Linked DNA regions of Mus musculus: region 1 is linked to region 2. Evidence: chromatin contacts called from public ChIA-PET data. All regions are on one chromosome and are shown on one strand. The core of a region is the stretch at or near the end of the contact, and the rest is flanking DNA. Distances in the headings are between cores, read along the strand shown. Region 1 has its middle 14 kb from the start of Plekhm3. Region 2 has its middle 19 kb from the start of Fzd5.

The links. ChIA-PET counts read pairs in DNA pulled down with a chosen protein or histone mark.
Region 1: an RNA polymerase II ChIA-PET map of effector CD8 T cells shows a contact between it and region 2, with 8 read pairs. The contact joins two enhancer-like sites. A contact is called at or near these places in 3 of 39 promoter capture datasets (all in embryonic stem cells), 1 of 15 datasets of contacts at CTCF or cohesin (large pre-B cells), 1 of 484 Hi-C or Micro-C datasets (bone marrow-derived macrophages), 4 of 115 datasets of contacts at active chromatin or transcription factors (effector CD8 T cells, embryonic stem cells and large pre-B cells) and 1 of 9 other capture datasets (liver).

The regions. Positions count from the first base shown.
Region 1 is chr1:64,969,324-64,972,744 of GRCm38.p6, forward strand. No RefSeq gene overlaps it. Among named protein-coding and RNA genes, the nearest start is that of Plekhm3, 14 kb to the left of the region's middle. Within about 2 kb of position 1,573, at least 46 of the 459 cell types and tissues checked have an H3K27ac peak or open chromatin away from gene starts, as enhancers often do. A contact at or near this core is called in effector CD8 T cells, where this site is marked.
Region 2 is chr1:64,754,939-64,758,544 of GRCm38.p6, forward strand. No RefSeq gene overlaps it. Among named protein-coding and RNA genes, the nearest start is that of Fzd5, 19 kb to the left of the region's middle. Within about 2 kb of position 1,778, at least 74 of the 459 cell types and tissues checked have an H3K27ac peak or open chromatin away from gene starts, as enhancers often do. A contact at or near this core is called in effector CD8 T cells, where this site is marked.

The sequences.
Region 1 (3,421 bases), core at 323-2,822, 210 kb after region 2:
GCTCTTGCTTCCAGGTTCCTGTCCTTTTGGATTCCTGCCCTGACTTCCTTCAATGATGAACTGTGCTGTGGAAGTGTAAACTGAATAAACCCTTTCCTCCCCAACTTGCTTTTGGTCATGATGTTTCATCACAGCCATAGTAATCCTAACTAAGACAAAGATTAAGATCACAAGCACAATAATGTTCTAAAGTATAAGAGCATGTGCTGTTCAGTAGTAGGCACTCACCACCCCCCCACCAAGGCTGTAGCCACCATTAAATGTTGAAATGGTCCCCTAAGGGCTGATAACTAGCTTTTCTCAGCAAACTTTCTATTTGTCCCAACTCCCTAAGGAACTTCCTCAGATCTAACACCTAGAGTATTAATTCCTGACCCTGTTTGCTGGATTGGTATCTCTACGTCCCTGCCTTTGAATTATAGCTAGGATCCTCTCTAATTAGTTGATAGCTAGGTCATAATGTTTCAAAGTCTTTTGAGCACCATGCCTACAAACTTTCCACAAAGCAAAATATTCAATGATTCGACATCACCTCTGCCTACCAAAGCTCTTTAACCAGTGCTCAAAAGTAAGTGATAGAACTTATAGAAAAGTCTCTAACCATGTAATTTGAACATGACCAATCAATCAACATATTCTAGAGACATCTCTTGTCTAGGTAGAGGACCTAGAGTCACCATGGGTCACTATGCATTACTATGAATGAGGAAGTATTTAAAATCCTACAAAAGAGAAAGTGCCACAATCCTGATGTAGGATGGAACCATTTGAATGATATGTTATCGATTTCCTTCTGGGAAAAGTCCAGAACTCCAATAAAGTTTTTACATAAGATGGGCAGTGTACAGAAACTTTAGGACCCTCAAGAGTTTTTCTTACAAGTTGAATATCCCAGAGAACAAAGTGGAAAAGAAAGCTTAGAGTATAGGGAATCAGTGTACATGAAAGAAAGGGAAAGAAGTTTAACTGAGCAGAGGAAAAGGTATAGCCATGAGGTCCAACTACAGCCTCAGCTAACCCCACAAAGACCTCCAAACAGGGAGGGGTCCTCAGATGTTTGGCAAAGATTCTGAAGTCACCAGAGAACAGTTGTATGTTGTCAAAATGGCCAGCCATAAGAAAACAGTTTTTGATTAGTGAAATATCATAATCTGAGCTCTAGAAACACATAGCCAAATTTGTACTTCTAGATATACATCAAAGAACATCAAGTTTATACTCACAGTCAGGCTTTGAAAATCAGTAGAGGCTAGCTCTAGCATGGCACTATCCAAGATGGCCAGGACATTATTCTCCCACATCCCTCAATTACTGGAAGTGGCCCTTTATAATAGGAGGGGCACAGCCTTGGACAAGGCAACTTCTGCAGTTGATGCTCTGACGAGGCTGACTGTTGAGTGAAGTCTGTTGACTTCACTGCGAACCCTCAGAAGCAGCAAGGAGTCCTCCCTGCTGGAGCACCTAAACAGTCTACTGTGCTTGCCAGGGAAACCGCCCTCCCCAGGACACTGTAGAGCTAAAGTACAAACAGATGAGATCACTAGCAGTCCAAACAGGAAATGCATCTCAGGAAGTGACACTGACAAAGGAAACTACAGAAGGTTTGAGAATCACACAGAACCTCTAATGGGGCAAGGCTGTCGTGCAAGGGAGGATATGTTATGATCTCAGCATCTGGGAGGTGGAGCAGATGCCAGCTCCAGCTTCAGCTACATAGTGAGTTCTAGGCCAAAATTGGCGACAGAGAGACTCTGTCTCAAAGCAAAGCTTCGAGCCTGCCCTGGAGGCTAAGTAGAGTTGAGGTATAAAAGTAGAGGGGACTGAACAGAAGCAGTATTGCAGTGGGGTTAACACAGTGCCTCCAGCATTAGTTTGGGGCCTTACACAAATGGTTTCTCTTTGTCTCAGTTTCCCATGGAGTCAATAGGGATAATGATGATGATGGTGGTGTGATGATTTCAACAATAACAGTAAAGATATTATCTCTCTAGTCTGTTGTAGAAATGAGTCAATGTATTCTCTCTGGCAATATTTGTCCCCCAAGAAATGGCCTGTTCTTGCAAGAAAATAGAAGAGCAAGACTAGGTGACTTTTAATCTGAAGTGAGGACTACTCTCTTCACCAAGAATGAAGTTTTGCTTGGGCTTGCTGCGGTGAGAAAAAAGCTTAAAAAACAGAAATAAAAACAAAAAACAAAAAAAACAAAACACTACAATGTGCTCAGAACTAATTTGCCAAAAACCTTTTTTTTTTTTTTTTTTTTTTTTTTTTTGGTTTTTCGAGACAGGGTTTCTCTGTATAGCCCTGGCTGTCCTGGAACTCACTTTGTAGACCAGGCTAGCCTCGAACTCAGAAATCCGCCTGCCTCTGCCTCCCAAGTGCTGGGATTAAAAAGTGTGCGCCACCATGCCCAGCTCAAAAACCTTTTTGAAAGATAGTGAGAAGTTCATCTCACCAGGATGGTTCTCCATAGCAGTCAAAATATGCGAAAACAGACAGGTGAGCTCAGTTTCCCTGCCTAGGCCCTGTCAACAGGATATCTGTTAATACCTTAGCTACCAGATGCTAACCTCTCTACTGCATCTCCAGCTGCATCCACTCCTCAGGCCTTAGAGGACTTTCCTATTACAGTTTTCTGGTGATGTAACAAAATACCAGAGGCCGGATAACTGATAAGATGAGAAGTTTCTTTTAGCTGTTTGTTTTGCTCCAGATTCTGGAGGTCTTGGCATCCAGGTCCAGCCTTCTTCCTACATTGTAATAGGAAGGAGGATGACTCATGGGGAGAGAGCAATCTTCCTAGTTTGGGCCTCTCTTTCTTATAAAACCATCAATATGATCCTGCCTCACCCTCACTACCTCCCAAGAGGCTCTCCTACCAATATTATCAACATATAAATTTGTGAATTAAGTTTCCAACCTGTTAGCTTCTGGGGAGACACATTCAAACCACAATGGGGACAAACTGACATCTAGTCAGCCCCCAGGAAGACAAGCCCTGAAAGAAAAGGCACTTAGAACATGTCCACAAAGCTCCAAGGCAGGGAATTCAGAAGCCCTAGATACCTAGTGAGAACGGGGTGGGAGTGTTCCAGGTTATCTGTTGGCCTGGGAAAGAAGTAGCCAGAGTGGGTACCTTAAGCATAGACCCTAATTAGCAGCTCAGGTGCTCAATCCAAGGATATCTGGAGGTTCTACTGATGATCAACACTTTTAAATTTATTATCTGTGTGTGTCTGTGTGGGGGTGTGGGGGTGTGTGTGTGTCACATCATGCATATACAGGTCGGAGGACCACCCTGTGGAGTTGGTTCTCCTAACTTCACTTGGTTTCTAGAGACTGAACCTCAGGATGCCAGGCTAGTTCTGCCAACGCCCTTACCAGAGGAGCAGCTCACTGGCACTGGATCAAGCCTTTAAAG
Region 2 (3,606 bases), core at 528-3,027:
CCTAAGCTGGGGCCTCTGGGCTGAGGAAGAGGAGTTGCAGCTCCGCCAGCTCAGCTGCAAGTGCAAATACCTGAGCAGTTTCACAAAACAGTGTTGCCAGCCAGGTTCCCACCCCGAAAGATTTAGATTTAATTGGTCTTCGGTGCAACTTCAACCAAAGGATTTGTGTCTGTTTTTTTTTTTTTTTTTTTTTTTTTTTTTTTTTATGGAAGTATATTATACATGTAGAAACGTGCATAAATCCTAAGTATGCATCTCGATGAAGTTTTACAGACGGAAGGTAGCTGTGTAACCACTATCCAACTCAACAATCAGGACTTTACTAGCAACCATGGAAGCAGAAATCAGGTTTGCCTCAGTTACTTGGGTGCTGTGTATGTATGCACACACACACACACACACACACACACACACACACACACACACACACGCACACACGTGCACACACACACCCAGTTCTAATAACATTAGCACGTGGGCATCAGGACTTTTTTTTTTAAGTCCCCTCAATTCTGTTTTGTTTCATTGAGGCAGGAATTCACCTTTAAATAAGTTAACTTGGAATTCACTATGTAGCCCAGGCTGGCCTCAAATTTGAATTTGCAATTCTTCTGCCTCAGCCTCTGGAGTACTAGGATTACAGGGCTGTGACACCATCTCTGTGTTAAATCCCCCAATTCTAACGTGCGTCTAAAACTGAGAGCCATTGTTATATGCTGGCTCAAGGTAAGGCTATGTAGGATGAACCCAGCCAAATGTACAAACAGAAGTCAACCAAAACAAAATGACTAAGGAGAAACCCAAGCTATACTTAAACCCCAACCCAGGGTGCTATTTCTCCTCTTACAGGCAGAAATCTTACTTCCTATCAGCAAGTCAACAGGATGGAAAAGGTGGTTGTTTTAAGCACGATCCTTCCTTTATAAACAGCTTTTCTTCTTCTCACCTCTTAAAGAAAAAACAAAAAACAAAATACAAAAAAAAACACCCAAACCTGCCGTGTGCTGCCGAAGTGACGTTTGCAGACTGCAGCAGAGCTCTGAGACCCTTTTATGCACCAAGCCCCCCACTAAATCCTCAGTGCATTATCTCCCTCATCCCCACAACCCCCAGTAATAACAGCCTCTCCCATTTTCCCCACGTGACAGATGAGGAAACCCCTGTATGAAGAGATTAAGTAACCTGCTGGAGGGCAAGTCGTGAGTAGCTGGCAGTGCTTAACTTGCAAGGATCCGGCCTGCTCTAACTCCATTGTGGTTTTATGTGCCGGTGCCAACTTGCCTCTGCTGTTACATAGTTGGACAAAGATAATGCCACGTGGATTTCATTCCTTCAGAGTCCAGGGCAATGGGCTGGGATACTGTGTCCAGAAAAAAAAAAAAAAAACACAGGATTACCTCTGGATACTGGAATGGACTTAGGGTCTTATCCCATTATTTTACTGAAAGGAAATGGGACCAAGAAGACAGCAAGAAGAACTGGGCGAGAGGAGCTCCTCAACACCCCCTCTTTCCAGTGGGGTTAGTCATCACTGGGCAGCTAGGGCTCTCCTGTCTTCCTTTCACACTAATGTGGGCTTGTGGCCTTCATTAGTTTGCTTTGGTGGCCAGTTGTCATTATCTAACAATTTGCAGCATTTCAAGAAGGACACATTACTGTTTGTATCACCATAAAAGCAGCCTTCTTCCCTCAGCTCGCAAGCCAGCTCAGGTAGAAAGCTGAGAGTCACAGAGGTGCATTAGAGACGCTTCTCTTCTCTCTGGTTTCCTGAGTTTGTTTGGTGTGTTTGGATTCCGTGTCGTGTGCGATCAGCCTTCCAGCATGTTTGTTCTGGCAGCAGAAGTGGTAGGGTGTGTGAAAGAAATCTCCCTGCAAAGTTTTCATTGAAAACTTAATGTCATTTGCCAAAGTCTTCTGTCTTGAGCACTTCCGAAAATGTCAGGCTGTGGCTTTCCTGTGTTTCCTGTGAGATTTTTGTATGTATGCCTTTTATTTATTTTCTCATTCGGCAGTGCTGAAGATTGAGCCCAGGGACTCTTACGTGCTGCGACTTCGGCCTCCCTTAAGCTATTTTCGTTTTTCTTCTGGTTTTGCTCTCTCACAGGCCAAATTTACCCATTCTTCTGTTAGCCAGGCCCCCTTGCCCTGCTTTGTTGGTTCTGCCTTAGTCTTTTGGTTTAGAGCTGCCCTGAGCTGGGGTATCTGGTCTATTGCTCTCTAATGTCTTCTTCTTCTTCTCCTTCTCCTTCTCCTTCTCCTTCTCCTTCTCCTTCTCCTTCTCCTTCTCCTTCTCCTTCTCCTTCTCCTTCTCCTTCTCCTTCTCCTTCTCCTTCTCCTTCTCCTCCTCCTCCTTCTTCTTCTTCTTTTTTTTTTAATTACACCCTCAATTACTCTTCTCTCACTAGAGCAGTGGCTAACACTCTAAGAAGCTGTTAGGGTGGGGGTAGCTGGGGAGGGAGCCAGAGCCAGGAGGCGTGAGCCAGTGCTGGCTTGCCAGCCTTCTCTGTTTACCCTAGGAGGCAGGCCAAAGTGTAGCCTTTGTGCTGAAGTCACTGGCGAGGGTAGCCACTTCTCTGCCTGGTCTGGTTTGTCCTGCATGCTTAGAACCCTAAACAGAGAGAACACCAGGCTTTGAAAGGCCTGTATCTCAAGGGATGGGCACAAAAAGTAGCTGATACCAAGAAGGCTTGCTGCCTGGAGGCTGCAGCAGAGTGCACCAGTACCTGCATTTTTCATTCCTCTTTATGTCAGTAAGCCCATAGAAGGTGTCACACTTTCAACAAGAGTCGAGAATACTCCTCACCCATTAGCTCTCATGGCAACACCTGCTTTGGCCAGTAGGATTTTAACAGACATGCTACAAGTACAGGCTAGAAAACATGCTATGATTGGCTTTCTTCCGTGTATCTATCTCTGTTCTTTCCATGAGATGAATGTGTCATGTCCAGAAGAAACCAAGGTTCCAGGAAGGGATGAGAGATGTGTGAAGGCAAAGCTTCCCCAAGGAAACTGCAGAAGCCCCACCCAGCCTAGAGCAAAGCTGACCCAGAGAGGCATGAGCAGAACGAGCCAAGAGCAATAGGTCTGCCTGGCCAGACTTCGTCACTTGCAGATGCAGGAACGGAGGAGGAGGGGATGGTGGTTTTAAACACTTGAGTTTTGAGGCTATTTGCTGTTCAGCAATAATGATGGTTTCATATCTTCAGAGCTGCTGTCGTTGCCTACTATGATGATGATGACGACGACAATGACAAAGACAATGATATGAGTAACTTGAAACAAAAACACTTTGCAAATGTCCGTTGTGAGAACTTGGAGAATAGGCCAAATAGTCTCTATATGGGAATGAGCTTAAATCCACTCCCATGCTCAATTTATTCTATAGACTTTTAACTTCCTTGTCTATTATCATAGAATTACAGAACTGGCTTGCAAACTGTGAACATGAGGCATCAGAAAGTTCGTTCCGGGCTTAGATGTTCACTGCAAAAGTTGAGAGAGGGGTGGGAAATGTAGGCAAGAACTCAGAGGGCTATTTTAATCTGGGTATAAAATGTTATACCCAACTAGGGATGGTAGCATGTGCCTTTAATCAAAACACTTGGG